5 separate regions of the Macaca mulatta genome follow, and regions 1, 2, 3 and 4 are each linked to region 5. The links are chromatin contacts, called in public Hi-C maps. All regions are on one chromosome and are shown on one strand. The core of a region is the stretch at or near the end of the contact, and the rest is flanking DNA. Distances in the headings are between cores, read along the strand shown.

The links. A called contact is a pair of places that touch in the nucleus more often than the background predicts.
Region 1: a contact with region 5 is called in a Hi-C map of fetal cortex germinal zone, with 10 times the contacts expected there. The contact joins two enhancer-like sites. A contact is called at or near these places in 4 of 14 Hi-C or Micro-C datasets (fetal cortex germinal zone, fetal cortical plate, fibroblasts and 1 more).
Region 2: a contact with region 5 is called in a Hi-C map of fetal cortex germinal zone, with 8 times the contacts expected there. The contact joins two enhancer-like sites. A contact is called at or near these places in 2 of 14 Hi-C or Micro-C datasets (fetal cortex germinal zone and fetal cortical plate).
Region 3: a Hi-C map of fetal cortex germinal zone shows a contact between it and region 5, with 3 times the contacts expected there. The contact joins two enhancer-like sites. A contact is called at or near these places in 2 of 14 Hi-C or Micro-C datasets (fetal cortex germinal zone and fetal cortical plate).
Region 4: a Hi-C map of fetal cortex germinal zone shows a contact between it and region 5, with 9 times the contacts expected there. The contact joins two enhancer-like sites. A contact is called at or near these places in 2 of 14 Hi-C or Micro-C datasets (fetal cortex germinal zone and fetal cortical plate).

The regions. Positions count from the first base shown.
Region 1 is chr6:95,108,860-95,111,559 of T2T-MMU8v2.0, forward strand. No RefSeq gene overlaps it. Among named protein-coding and RNA genes, the nearest start is that of MIR9-2, 17 kb to the left of the region's middle. Within about 2 kb of position 1,397, at least 12 of the 40 cell types and tissues checked have an H3K27ac peak or open chromatin away from gene starts, as enhancers often do. A contact at or near this core is called in fetal cortex germinal zone and fetal cortical plate, where this site is marked.
Region 2 is chr6:94,818,632-94,821,331 of T2T-MMU8v2.0, forward strand. All of the region lies in intron 1 of LOC106998839 (a long non-coding RNA gene), which reads left to right. Among named protein-coding and RNA genes, the nearest start is that of TMEM161B, 130 kb to the left of the region's middle. Within about 2 kb of position 1,365, at least 14 of the 40 cell types and tissues checked have an H3K27ac peak or open chromatin away from gene starts, as enhancers often do. A contact at or near this core is called in fetal cortex germinal zone, where this site is marked.
Region 3 is chr6:94,903,946-94,906,645 of T2T-MMU8v2.0, forward strand. No RefSeq gene overlaps it. Among named protein-coding and RNA genes, the nearest start is that of MIR9-2, 190 kb to the right of the region's middle. Within about 2 kb of position 1,411, at least 5 of the 40 cell types and tissues checked have an H3K27ac peak or open chromatin away from gene starts, as enhancers often do. A contact at or near this core is called in fetal cortex germinal zone, where this site is marked.
Region 4 is chr6:94,978,155-94,980,865 of T2T-MMU8v2.0, forward strand. No RefSeq gene overlaps it. Among named protein-coding and RNA genes, the nearest start is that of MIR9-2, 110 kb to the right of the region's middle. Within about 2 kb of position 1,262, at least 12 of the 40 cell types and tissues checked have an H3K27ac peak or open chromatin away from gene starts, as enhancers often do. A contact at or near this core is called in fetal cortex germinal zone and fetal cortical plate, where this site is marked.
Region 5 is chr6:94,198,686-94,201,385 of T2T-MMU8v2.0, forward strand. No RefSeq gene overlaps it. Among named protein-coding and RNA genes, the nearest start is that of CCNH, 410 kb to the left of the region's middle. Within about 2 kb of position 1,351, at least 11 of the 40 cell types and tissues checked have an H3K27ac peak or open chromatin away from gene starts, as enhancers often do. A contact at or near this core is called in fetal cortex germinal zone and fetal cortical plate, where this site is marked.

The sequences.
Region 1 (2,700 bases), core at 147-2,646, 910 kb after region 5:
AAGCAAACTCAGTTCAGAGGTGTCTTTGGGTATTGAAAGCACCTTGATAAATGCAAGGGTTGATTTTTTCCCCCCTTTCCTTTTGGCTTTTTAGGATGTAGCTTTATTTGTGACTCCAAAATCTTAGCTAGAAAGGACTCTCATTGTTTGATATTCTTCGGTTTTACTAACTAAAAAAATGTTGATTTGACATTAAAGAAGATAGAAAAATAGAATTTATGTTTCAAAAATTGTGGAATTTCTCTGCATAGTAGTCACCCCCAAAGCATTAGTGTATTAAACTCTAGTAGAAGGAATGTTTACTGTTTAGAACAGAAAATTAGGCCAGCAAAATAATTTTTTATTTCACACGAAATGTGAATAAGCATATTCATACATGTAATTTGTGTATGGGTGTTATCGTGATGACTGTGAAGTAAGGGAGGAGACAAGGCTTACAAGGCTTTCTGTTTAGGTCTCCTTCATTATATTTTTCTTTTCGTTTCTCTTATTTAACAAGAAAATTAAGGAATAGAAGACAGGCTAAATTGTCATTAGACTGTGTCGGTGTTCTTTGTCACGCCTGCCTTTCCTCTGGACTGCCTGGGAGGGTGTGTGTCCTCCTTTCTTGCTTCTTGAGTAGCAGGGAGGAAGGAATGGATGCAAGGATGTGAAGACTGATCAGAAAGGCACATTATTGCATGTGAAAATGAGATGGATACATTTGAAACCTAGCTAAATTCCAGCCAGGTGGTTGTCTGGAGAGAGGGGACTTGTGTGTGGAAGCTAGCAGGCCGACTGAATAAAGTGGGGGGAGAGAAGAGGCTTCCCTCATCTGGAAATCCGCAGGATCTTACTGACGTTTGGCTTCAGGGTGTAGAGCTCCAAGAACACCTGTGTGCATCTGGCTGGAGATAGGTGTGTGTGTGGGGTGTGTGTGTGTGTGTGTGCGTGCGTGTAGGGAGGAGTGGGCACTTTATTAAAAATACATTTGAAAAATGTTGTTTCTAAAATTCAGTCGTTATCAATTCGGGCCAGGTGCAAAAGTCACTAACGTGTCCAGGTTCACTCCTGGAAGGCAGCAACATTATTGCTTCCTTCGAATATGGCTTCTTTCATTTCTTTGGCTCTTTATGGTACTTATTTTGAGTGGGGCGAGCCTCTAGCTTCCCCCTCCTCCTTTCTTGATCTCGGCAAACAAAACCATTCTACCACTTGAGCCATCTGCCGCAGGTGTAATGGATGGCAGGGGGCCGACCTAACCACACTCCAGTCTCTTCTAGGTCGTCACCGCTCTGCACCAAACAAATGAGTCCTGTTTCACCACTAGGGTGCCGAGGTGGATGGTGGATGCTGGCCCCCGCCCCTGGCAGCACTCAGCGCTTAGAAACCAGAGCCAGCTGACAACACGCGAAACACACAGGCACAGCGAAAACGCCGAGCCGACGCGCACTCCCTCTGCCCCCTCCCTCTGCTCTCTGTAACAAGGAGGACACGTACACAGCCTTTACACACTTAAAAACCCTCGCGACTCCCTCTGAATTCTTGGTTACTTATGACGGCCTTCCTCACTGCACATAGCCCCTGGGGTGTGTGTGTGTGTGCGCGCGCGCGCACGCGTGAATGTGCGTGTGTGTCTAAAACGCTTATTGGTAGGTCATCAGCAGCTGATCAGACATGGTAATCCAATACTTTTTTTGAATACACACAATTTTTCGTTCAAGGTAATTTTTTAAAAAGAAAAATGGAAAACTATTAATTTTCTGCGCAAGTCTAGGGTTCCCGGTTTAGGTTCCAGAGAACAGCAGGTCTGCGCAGCCCCCGCCTTACCAAACTTTCCTTTTCTAGGGTTTGAGGGAGGCTCATATTCTCACTTCATGACAGAGCAGCGGCTCATTTGCACGCGGGTGTGTAAAGGAGGGAGCTGTCGAACGGGTGACTTAGGAAGGGAAATTCGATAGTTGGAGCCCCCGCAGTTGCTCGGAACCTCGGCAGGAGGCACAAAGTGCCCAGGGGCAAGAGCCCGGGGTCCAAGCTTGCAGGCGCACATCATCCTCTGGGCCCCGGGCCCTCCGGCTGGAGCACTACCTCAACCCGCACCCCATCCCCGTACCATTTTGATCATTATTTGAATAGCCCAGGTAAAGGTGCCCATCTCTCGGCTATGGGCGGGGGCTGGACCCTGACAGGTACAGACTCCGCGGGCCCCCAGTGTACTTACCTTGAGCGAGGCCCTGGCAAATGGTGGCCCAGAAGCATCAAGTTTCCTCTCCCAGCCGTTGTGCCAGATTTCCCCTCCTGCCTTCTGCTCCTCTCGGCCAGCTCGTTTCTCTCTCTCTCTCTCTCTCTCTCTCTCTCTCTCTTTCTGTCACACACGAGGATTACTTGTGACTTTTAGAGGCAAAAGCTTGCTTATTCAGAGGAGAGAGGGAGGGGGAGAGGGAGAAAGGAGGCGGGAGGGAGGAGAGAGGGGAAGAGAGAAGTAAAAGGGGGATGGAGGATGAAGAAGAGGTGGAGAATCAGAAGGTAGAGCGGGCGTTGGTAGAGAAGGAGGAGGAAGAGGAGGAGGAGGAGAAGGAGGAGGAGGAGGAGGGATGGGAGGGGTAGGGTGGAGTAACCAAAGATGGGCTGGGATGGGACGGCGAGGAATAAATTGCTCCCCACCCAGCTGCGGTGCGACGCCCCCAGCGTCCCGGGGGAGCCTGTGCGTCAGCTAGCGGC
Region 2 (2,700 bases), core at 115-2,614, 620 kb after region 5:
GGGAAAATGATAAAATAATATCCACAGGCATCTGATACTAGGGGCATGGCCTGGACGCACACCTTACCCTCTTCCCCTTGACCTCTCATCTGCCCTGAAGAATGAATACATCCATCCCCAAAGTTGATGCTTCGAAGTGACCAGTCAGATGCTAGCAGGTCAGCTGGCTATCCTCTTGGATAGAGGGTCCATAAATTAAAGAAATGTTGGTGTGGTTGAAAGAGGAAGGTAGTCCAGCCCAAGGGAAGCCACGTAAATCTCTCCTGGAGCTTTGTTCCCAGTAGGGAGTGGGGGTGAGAGTTGGGGTAGCTGGGGGCTGTGGGCTGTTATTAATGCCCTGGCCTCCTGCAGTGGGTGCTAACTTGTTGTGCATGAGAGCTGCCACCATCCTTCCCAAACATCGGGCGCTTGGAAAAGTCAAGCACAGTTGAGCCCTGATTTTCATTTAATAGTCAAAACCAAGATGCATTTGGGCTATGATGATAGGACAGCTCCCTTGAAAAGATTATTTGAACTACAAAGGCATTCATTTAGGGCTAGCAATGTTGCAAAAGGGCCCGCTAGAAATTAGCAGCCTGTCCTGGTATTTGGAGAGCAAGAGTGACAACTTATTGGAAGTTCTCAAGGAATCATTTATATTTCACACTCCACTAGGCAGCTGATTTGAGATTGTCTGTTAGCATAACAAAGGCTCTGAGCCTGTGAACTTCAGAAACCTTTCGACCTCTTAGCTGCTGGCATGAATAGCCCCCAGTCCTGCCTATAGAGATCTCCCAAAGCTCCCCTGTTCGTGGCTAAATTGTTAATCAGGGTAATTTAATATAGTTTTCAATATGCCTCATCTTATTGGGAAAGGTATTCACAGCTTCCCTACCCCTGAAAAAAAAAGTTCTTTTATTCAACTGTGAGAGGGGCAGCTGCAGACAGACCCCCATCCCTTGCTTCTCCCCCCAATCCTTCACAGCCGCAATGTTCTGAGCAGCAACCATAGAGAAGGGCCAGAAAGAGAAACTCAGAACGACGATCCGATCCCCTGGCATGCACTCCACCCTGAACCTGAAACTCCAGCCTATTTATGCTGGGAACCGCCAAAACAAAAACCCAAGGCTCAACCATAACTGAAACCTCAGAGTCACACACACACACACACACACACACACACACGCCACACCTCCTTCTCCACCCTCCCTTCACCAACACCCTTCCCCTCCCCCCTCATCTCCCAACTAAGCTTCTCTTGTGGTTCTGGACAAAACGCACCAGACCCCAAGGCCTGCTAATTTTCATTTCTCTCACTCTGTCCAGACAGCCCACACCGTCCTGCACGCTCCTTCACACAGTCACACTCGGCCTGGCCCCTGCATCCACTCCCAGTGTCATATACACTTGCTCTCGCCTGCTCCCTCGTACACTATCAATTCACATGTACATTAGTTAGCTGAAAAGAGCCGGAGCACAAATATATTCATTTTAATCCAGTTAAGACCTAAGAGGTCTCATAGGATATTATTCAATAGTTTGAAAACTAAGTATAAAACTCAGATTTTGCTACGCTGTCTCATCTCACAGAGGCCTACAGTATGCCTTTCTTTCACTTTATACCATGTATGTATTCTAAAAAAGTAAAATAAAAGCGAATAAAAAAACAATCACAAGCAAAATACCCAGCTTCCGGCAGGCACTATGCTCAAATATTATCTTTTTAATGACTGTTTCTAGCACCCATGTGCACATCAGAATAGCAATTTTATACAAAGAAAGGAAAAGTATGAAGTCACTAATTACATTTTTAAAAATTAAAAATAAAAGGATACAATCTCTTAAACTTATTTTCTCTTTCTTTTCCACGTGAGCATTTTAAGGCATCTCCAAAGCATATCTGAGTGTTTCTGGATTGCTTTGGTTGTGGTTTTCTGTGTAATTGGTGCTCTGTCTTTGTGCGAGTTGAGACTGTGTGTTGCTTCTTTCTGGAACAGCCATTTCTCGCTTGTGCCCCGTTTTGGTTGGTGTGTTTGTCTCTCAGCCTCCTGAAGTTGGATAAAGGCAGGATGTAGTGCCTGAAGTATTTTCTTTGATTTTTCTTTAGTTAGAGTAGTCCCTGATGGGGGTTGGGAGATTTCTTCACTCACTTGGGTTCCTAATCTAGAATCTCAAAACTGCTGGGAGGTGGGAGACCAATTTCTATTTACAGCATCAAGGAAAAGATTATTAAACCTCCCAAATCAGAAGTACAAACATAGATTTACACTTAATAAAACAAGACAAAACAAACAGCCCAGCTTCTTTCCCCAAATTTTTTTTTTTTGGAATTAAAAAAAGATTAAAATATAGGTTTACTGCCCAATTTTAATATCTAAGCAATGCCCAGAGGTGACATGTTAAAACAGAAAATAAAATAAATGTATCTGTGGTTATATTATATGGTAATCCTAAAGTCTGAATTTTCCTTTTTTAAAAAAAAAAGGAATCTGACAGTTTTAATTTCAACATTGTGGAAGTTTTTAGATTATAAATATTTTTGCCAATAATCTGTGTATTATTCATTTTAATCGTGTCCCTTTTGGTTTATTCGGTTTTGTAAGTAGTGATTTCCATTTTCTCAGTGTTTTAAACCAAAGTATTTTAAAAATATTAATTGATAGTTATTATAAATTTGTGGGTAAGTATGGCTGGTTTCTTTTATAAAGAGCCAAAACTATG
Region 3 (2,700 bases), core at 161-2,660, 710 kb after region 5:
CTGCTTTCTATGGCTATAGTAGTACTTCACAAGTACTAATTACTTATAAAGACAACAATAAGATGTTCTTTATGTTATATGAGAGACTCAGTAGGTATGTGGAAGATTACTTTTAACATCACGGCTTTAATGGTATTTTATATTCATTGTACTTTTTTGCTTTGTTTTGTTTTATTTTTTGCTTCTTTTCTATTGCCTTCATATGAAATTTTGCTATGCATTGCAGTCTAAAAAGCTAAATTTTCCTTACAACAATGAACACAGGTTTTCTTAATTATAACAAATTAGTGTCTTATAATGAGGAGGGAATAGTGATTAAAACCTATAAAATTGTATTTCAAAAGAGAAGAAAAAAATACATGGATTATTCAGAATGGGCTATTTAGTTCTATATATCAAACTTAGCAGGAATGAAAGTCTGTCCCGTGATTAATTTCACCAACGCATGTAATGGAGAAAATTCTAACAATGGAGATAGCTTAAACTTTAAACACTTTTATCAGACAAAATAATGCGCAATTATGTCTCTGTGCATCTTGTAAAAAAAACATGCATAATATTTTCATTTGGAAAGTTTTTCCCCTGTGTAGTTATAGGAAGGTCCCAACACAAGTCAGTTTACATGTATTGATTTCCACTGAGTTGGTTTGTTTGTTTGAATGAATGTATCAGCAATTGCAAAATTATCAAAACATTTATCTAGTGAGTTGCATAAACTTTGTTTAAAATGATGCATAAAGTTTCACGAATTAGGGAAAAAAAGTGTATTTTATTATAGCCAAGATTGAACTGACATATTAGACTAAAATAGTTTAAATTTTGTGCAGCTTTAGAAATTATCTTACTCTAAATCTCATGGCAAAGAATAATCTGGGGGAGAAGGAAAGGGAATGAGGTAAGTACCCTGATAAGGGTAAAAACCGAGCTGACACACAGATTACAAATGACAAGATTTTGCAACAAATCTGGATCTATACAAAAAATTGCATGAGAAAATAAAAACTTGTTTCTAGTGTTTCCAAATAGATCTTTCTAAATTTAATCTGTAAAAGGCTGTTTCACTGCAGGCCTGCATGAGAACCACTGCTGTCCCTTGTGGGGACTACCTTATTTCCATTTTTCCAGACACATGTTTTCCCCTTTCTCAACTATTTTAAGAATTATAAGTAAGCAGGACTCTAAAATTCAAGTTCAGTGTGCAGAGAGTTAATTTAAATATGATAACAAATGGCTTTGCTTTTGAAATGAATGTAGCCTGGCAACTTCAACTGGGAACCCTTCGGAGGGCCTCAATTATGTATGCAGCTTCTTTGAGAAATAGTTTCACACATCTGACCCAAGGACCACTATGTAGTTGCCATGAAATAAAACTGTACGTAGGCATTGTTTCATTGCTGCACCCTCCACACACTGCCGGCCTCTACTCCCTTCCCCCAGCCCGCACATGCATGTACACACACATACATACACTCACACAAACTCTTTTATTGTCATTCCGCTTCCATTTTTCTAGTAGAGTGAATGTATCAATGTAATTATCATGAGCATAATGGCCCCTGATTACTTTTATTTGCTATAAAAATATTCTGATTCTAATTGCCAAACTGTTCCGGTCAAAATCAGGAGTGGGAAACCTACGAGATAAGTAAAGGGTTAAACCACCCACACCATTTCAATTTTTTTCAAAATGGCTGCTTTGTCTGTGTGCATACACCAATAGCAAATGTCCTTCTGTTATTGTACAGCCAATTTGATGTGTCAAGTATTCATATGCTAATAGCGGTACAGTTTCTCACTTTTTCACAGATAAATGGTAAAGATTGTTACAGACAGTGAAACACAAGAATAAACAGCTTTTATTTCAGACGCGATAAATTACTTTCCATTCAAATAACATGCGACACACGCTGCTGACCATTTTGTTTCTATTCACTGTTAGTTTGCCTTCTGGGTGTGTTTTTTTAGAATAGTTTGAAAATATTTAACAGATATGGACAGAGTTGTTACTAATGACTTGATTGCATTAATTTGCATTGTAGTCATTTCATCACTCGAAGTTCATTTTTATGCTCAGTTATTACAGTGGGAGAAAGTTTGATGGAAAATCTGACACTGTTTCCCTAACATGGTACAATCAAGTCTTTTTAAAGCTTGGTAATGACAGTATTTGAAGAATGGATATCTTCCTTTCCAGGTTAGCAGAAGTGTCATTCAGTAAATAAAATCCCTTGCTAAGAGTATCACCTAAAAAAAGACACTTGAATGAAATGTACGTTGTTCTGTCAGAACAAAGTGAAATCACTTTGGTTTTCTAAGACATAAATACGTCCTTTTAGAAAGGCTGAGTAGGTTAAATATATATGATTAAAGCGTACACTTATTGCTAGGGTAGACAAATTAATGCAAAGATGAGGGTGGGGGAGGGGACTGAAGTATGAGAGAGAATTAACCAGTCCTTAAAGAAATATTTTTAAAATAATGTACCCATGAACATGCATGCATTGATGACAGTTATAAATCAAAAGAAACATTTCTGATTTATTTCTCATCAATTTAACAAGATGGGCTTATCTATTCTTGAGTTGCAATACTTTTAGGGACAAAAATTAGAATACCTAGAAATAAAGCTAATGATTCTTATAGCTACTTCTTAAATTCATCTTATTGTACCTAAATCTTTTGTCTGAGCTTTACATATGA
Region 4 (2,711 bases), core at 12-2,511, 780 kb after region 5:
TAAAAAAGTATTACATTTAGTAATCAGGCCACATTATGCTTGGGTATATATCTTTTCATATGTCTACAGGAAGAAATTTCTGGAAAGTTTCTATCTGAAATAAAACCTAGCTGTCCATATTCCCATGTATTGCAGCATAGGCAAGGATCTCCTCATTGAGCTTACCTCTAAACTGAGTGAGAATTTGTAAAAATCAAATATTTCAATCACACTACAGGTGTTGTACATTCCTCTCTTCATAGCCTACAAATAATTAGCCTGTCTTCTTTCAACATAGAGCTAAAGTTTAAGAGCCACAGGTACATTATGAACCTTTCTTGGGTAGGCCCTACATATGCAAAGTATAGAATAGAAAGTACATTATGCCATTAAAGTGTTCTTGTTTCCTTTGGAATAATATCATTTAGAATGCACCTTAGCATATTAAGCGGTTGACAGATAGCATAAACAAAAATAGGTTTTACATTGCAGCTGTACACAATACACCTTTGTACAGTTGACTGATTGCTTACAACAATAAAAAATAATTGTAGCATTCTGCTGTCAAACTTTCTGGATAGTTTATAGTGAACTTCAAAAATATGGTTCCTTTTTTGCAAATGCAATTAATTTGAAGATAAAAGTAATGTGATACCATGAAACATAAATGTTTCATCCCAAAGAAGAGATTGTTATCCCATAACAATAGACAAAGTTTCACATCCCAATTTTTCGAAAGAAAGCAATGGTACCACTTAAGTATGCAAGGAAAAGCTTTATGTGGCGATGAGTACAATATTATTAATATAAAAAAGAGAAAAGTATTTATTTACCAATTTTGACAGTTGTCATAGACATCACTGTTTCAAATGGCATTTTTGACAAAACAATTTGCTGGCTGATAGTTACAGGGGAACTGAAAGATTTTTTTTCCCTGTGTATTTACAATATATAAAAATGCATCCTCAATGTAACTTTTCTGCTTAAGAGGAAAAAGAATGAGTTCTATAAAACAACCCTTCCAGTGCAGTTTCTGTAAGAACAAATGAATGCAAGTGTTAACGAGGTCTAATCTTCCCTTTTGTATTTGTTTCTTCATTAAGCTCTAACTATGCTCTAGCTCTTGTACCCTGAAGATTTGATGTGAAGATGGTATGACAGGCTTGGCTTCTCCCGATGCAGCTGGCACTCCTGATGCCAAAAGCCAGAGCTTGTGGTAGTGGGATCAGGAGAGAGTCGTTCCCAGCACAGTTTGCCTGTCAGTTTCCCATCCGCCTCGCAGTGCAGCGCTCCCTCCCCAAGTCCCCTTAATGAGAAGTGGAGGACAATACCAGTATTGTTGTTTCTACTCACAATCTTGTGGAAAGAACAATCGCTGTTTACCCAAGCATTTGTATTACCCAAACTCTGTCGATAATTACTTCTAGAGTCCCTGATTAACTCTGCTCTCTGCCTCAGCACAAAAAACCTATTGAGATAGACACCAGACAACTTTTCTATCTCTTAGAGCCTTTTAACAGTTTACTGAATATGACTCAGTCCTTATATTTACTAGAAGAAATGTACCTACGTGATTTGCACTCAGCTCATCAGGAGCTTGCTAACCATATGAGTAGCACAGGTGTACTTTGGAAGGCTTGAAAATTCACCATCACCCTCACTTCTCCCCTCTCTCCATCAAAAAAGTTAAAAAGCACTGTCTCCTTTCAGTTGATGTGTCCCTGTACCTAGGAGTCTATGATAAATGCAAGCACATTTCAAGTAACAATAATATTTCTAGTCAGTTTTTTGCTGTTAACTTTTTATAGTAAAATATGTAGGAGAAAAATTTCTAGTTATTTAATTACTATGAGATTTTATGATATGCTTTTGTTTTCTAAGACCTAACAAAATGGAACTGTTGCTATGTCTATTTCAATGATACTGGTAATAATTTTAATCTGTCACATCCTTCCACCCCCCTTCACGTCCCACCCCACATGCAGTCTGCTGTTAGCACTATGCAAAACACCATCATGAATATGCGTAATTATGGAGATTCATGGTAATTTTTCAGGGTTATCCGATGTGACGTTTATAGGACAGCAGCATACATCAATTTAAACGAGTGTGACAAATATCTTATCCTTTATATTTCTATAGTATTTTTAATATTTTCTTGGCCCCTCTCCAGGGAGTAGTGTGAAATGGTAAGAACTTGAATAATAAAAATGTTAAACAATCAAATGCTTCACTAGAATGTTTTTTAAAGGCAAGTTTAAAAATGATTCTCTACCTGTTGAAGCTTAAAAAGTATCAAATACTGAATTTTTTCTTAGGCAGTACTTTTTATTGAGCATCTTACACATTTCCAAACCAACAAAAGCACGGACATTTGCATGTGCCATTTTATGATGAGGATGAATTGCTTAATTACTTTTAAACTATGACTGCTTGCCTGACAAAATTATTTGGCAAACATGGTCCACCAACTTTATTAAGCATAAGCATTTGAAACAATAATCTAATTGTGGTATTTTTGAATTTTGTTCTTAGTCTGTAGCACCTCTTAGAGACTTGCATATAATCTTTATCTCAGTGACTAATTAGGACTAGCTTGACAATTTCATATTTACAATGATTACCAAGTAGGAATCATCTTCCTTATTCAGTATGTTTGTCATGAATACTGTACAATCCTAATTACATTGAAGATATAAAGAGCCTCACAATTTGATTGAGAGACATCTTGA
Region 5 (2,700 bases), core at 101-2,600:
ATAACTTAATGAAAAGACATATGCACTTTGTGCACAGCACACATCTGTGATATCTGTATGTCTGGGTCAATACATTTTTGGAGTACAGATCTCCCAAATCGATAGCTTTTTATTAGAACCCCCTTAGGTGGAGAAGAAAATGTGTACCTCCAGCGATAAAAGTATGTTTATTACATGTTTGTGTGTGTAATTAAATGTAGAATTTGTACCTCAGGAATAAAGCTTGAACTAAATATAAATAATAACTAATTGAGGCTTCTTAGAGAATTTTGGCAAAGGAATATGGATATTTTCAACATAAATGAGACACGAGAAATTAAAAGTATATTTAAATTATACTAAAGGCAGAGCCCTTTAATTTTTAAATTATTAATTAAAATTTTAAATTATTCTGAACTAAAATGCATGTTTATGTTGTTTCTCATAGCAATCTCTTTGCTCCATTTATTTTGTATTTAATATTTATCAGTAAGTAGAAGACTTCCTAACAAATGTATACTTTTTTTCACAAATCTTTTAGAATTTGTGTGCGCTATGCAATTTTGTCACTTGGCACATTTGTATTCCTTCTTATAAAGGATAAACCATGAGAATCCTGATAGACTATACTTAAAATAAAATAGGAAGTCCACACAACTGAAGGTGAACAAATAATGCAGGCTGAAATGAGTATCTCTTCGAAAGACTACAAGCTTCCTTTTGACATTCAAGCAATTCAGTAAGGAGGGAAAGAGAAATTGAATTTAGCTGATGCAAATGAAATTAAAACTAAATTGGTTGTCACATCAAACTGATGTTAACTATGTAAATGTTTTCTGTTTATGAAACTACAGTTTAGAGTATATAATGCTGCAAAAATAAGAATATTTTTGTGTTCTTTTAAAATATAAATTAAAAGGGCAGATTATGAATTTTTTTTAAATCCTTGCCACTTACCCACATAATATCTAAGGACCTATGAATCATGAAAACTGTGGACATAGAGTGTTGAAATAAACATACACATATAGATATGCACATCAATACACATGCCTGCTTTTCTGGCCAAGCAGTATCCCATTACATCATTGCTTCAAATGCATTCATTCTCTTCAATATTGTTGGCTGTTTCAGGTTAACTACCAAAATCATTTGCCTGAGAAGCAAGATTTAATTGTCTTACAACTACCTCTGTGAGGTACAATAGGGATTACAAGTACCCATTGATTATACTATTGGGTAGAATAAGGGACTCTTATTCTAGCATTTCTCATTCATTTTGTCATTGCATTCTCTTTGAAAGAGACCAAATGGGTCCCAGCAGGTGAAAGCAAAGAAACCTGAAAGGCCCCCTTTGATGAATGACAATACCACAACCACCCTCCCCCAACCATTTTTGGAGATTATAAAACCTTATTAAATCATGCCCTGTTAGATATTGATTGAGAGGGAGCTAAACTAAAACCAACAATAGCAGCATGGATCAGAGAACACTGCTTTCATCAATGGGTACTAAAAACAGCTAAGCTTTCCAATCTTTTTTGGGGGGGCGGGGTGGGGGACCTTTTTTTTTTTTACTATTTACTTTTGTTTAAACCATTATCCTAGAAAGTCATACAATTATAGCTACTTTGTCAGTTAAGAATAAATCGTAGTTGTCTAGCACTTCATCTTTTTGAATGTAGCAGTGTATTGCACAAACAGTATTATACTTGGTTAAGATTCAGGATTATTATTATGATTATTGGGGGGGTGCAATTCTGGGTAATTATCATGATTATTCTTGACTCTGGGACCCCTTTGATGACAACGTTGCTTTAAAGTAAACCACTTGGACATAAAACCCAAGATATTTGAAAAGAGACTGCTGCCAGCATCAGAGTTGAACACTCACCCATATTTTAAAGCTATCTTGATTATCAGGCTGTTTGCGTTCCTGGGCTGTCTTTTCTGCCATCTGTGAGCGCCACAGCAAACAACCCCTTTATGACAATCGCCTCAGTATAACTTGAATATGTCTGCTTTAGAGGAGACTTCTGTAATAAGACTCTGTGCTAATTAACTGTCAGCCTTTTTAAAAAAATAAATAAATAAATCAGCAGACTGCATTTTAGAAAGACACTCCACCAAAAAATTCCCAAACAAGATTTAAGTTTATGTGCCAGACTGTAACTTCTACTCCATGTTTTTTCAGGCCTTCCTCTGAGTAAATCTGTTTACTTTAAATACTTCTCATGTGATAAAGGTTTTCATTTTTCTTGCCAGTTGACTACAGGTAGTAACATTCGCTCCACCTTCTAAACAGCTACTTGATTCAATAACGTTATCCTCCAAAAATAAAAGAAGACAAAAAAGAAAGGAAAAGGAAGGAAAGGAGAAGAAGGAAGAAAGAAAGAAAAAGAGGGAGGAAAGGATGAAAAAGAGAGAAAAAAGATTCAGGTGTAAAAACAACTTTTTTTTTTCTTTTTTTTTTTTTTTTTGGCCAGAAATGGTAGTTACATGGCAAAAAAAAAAAAAAAAAAAAAAAAAGAAAGAAAGAAAGAAAAAGTAAGTTAGGGTTGTTTCTATTGAAAACAATAATAGTTAAAAGGGCCAGATACTAAAGTTATTAGTTTAATATTAAGGATAAATAATTTCTAGTTCAAGAGAAAGAATTATATGTAGAAACAGCAGGATTTCCACTGAAAATGACTTTTTAAACAATCTCTAGAAACCATAATT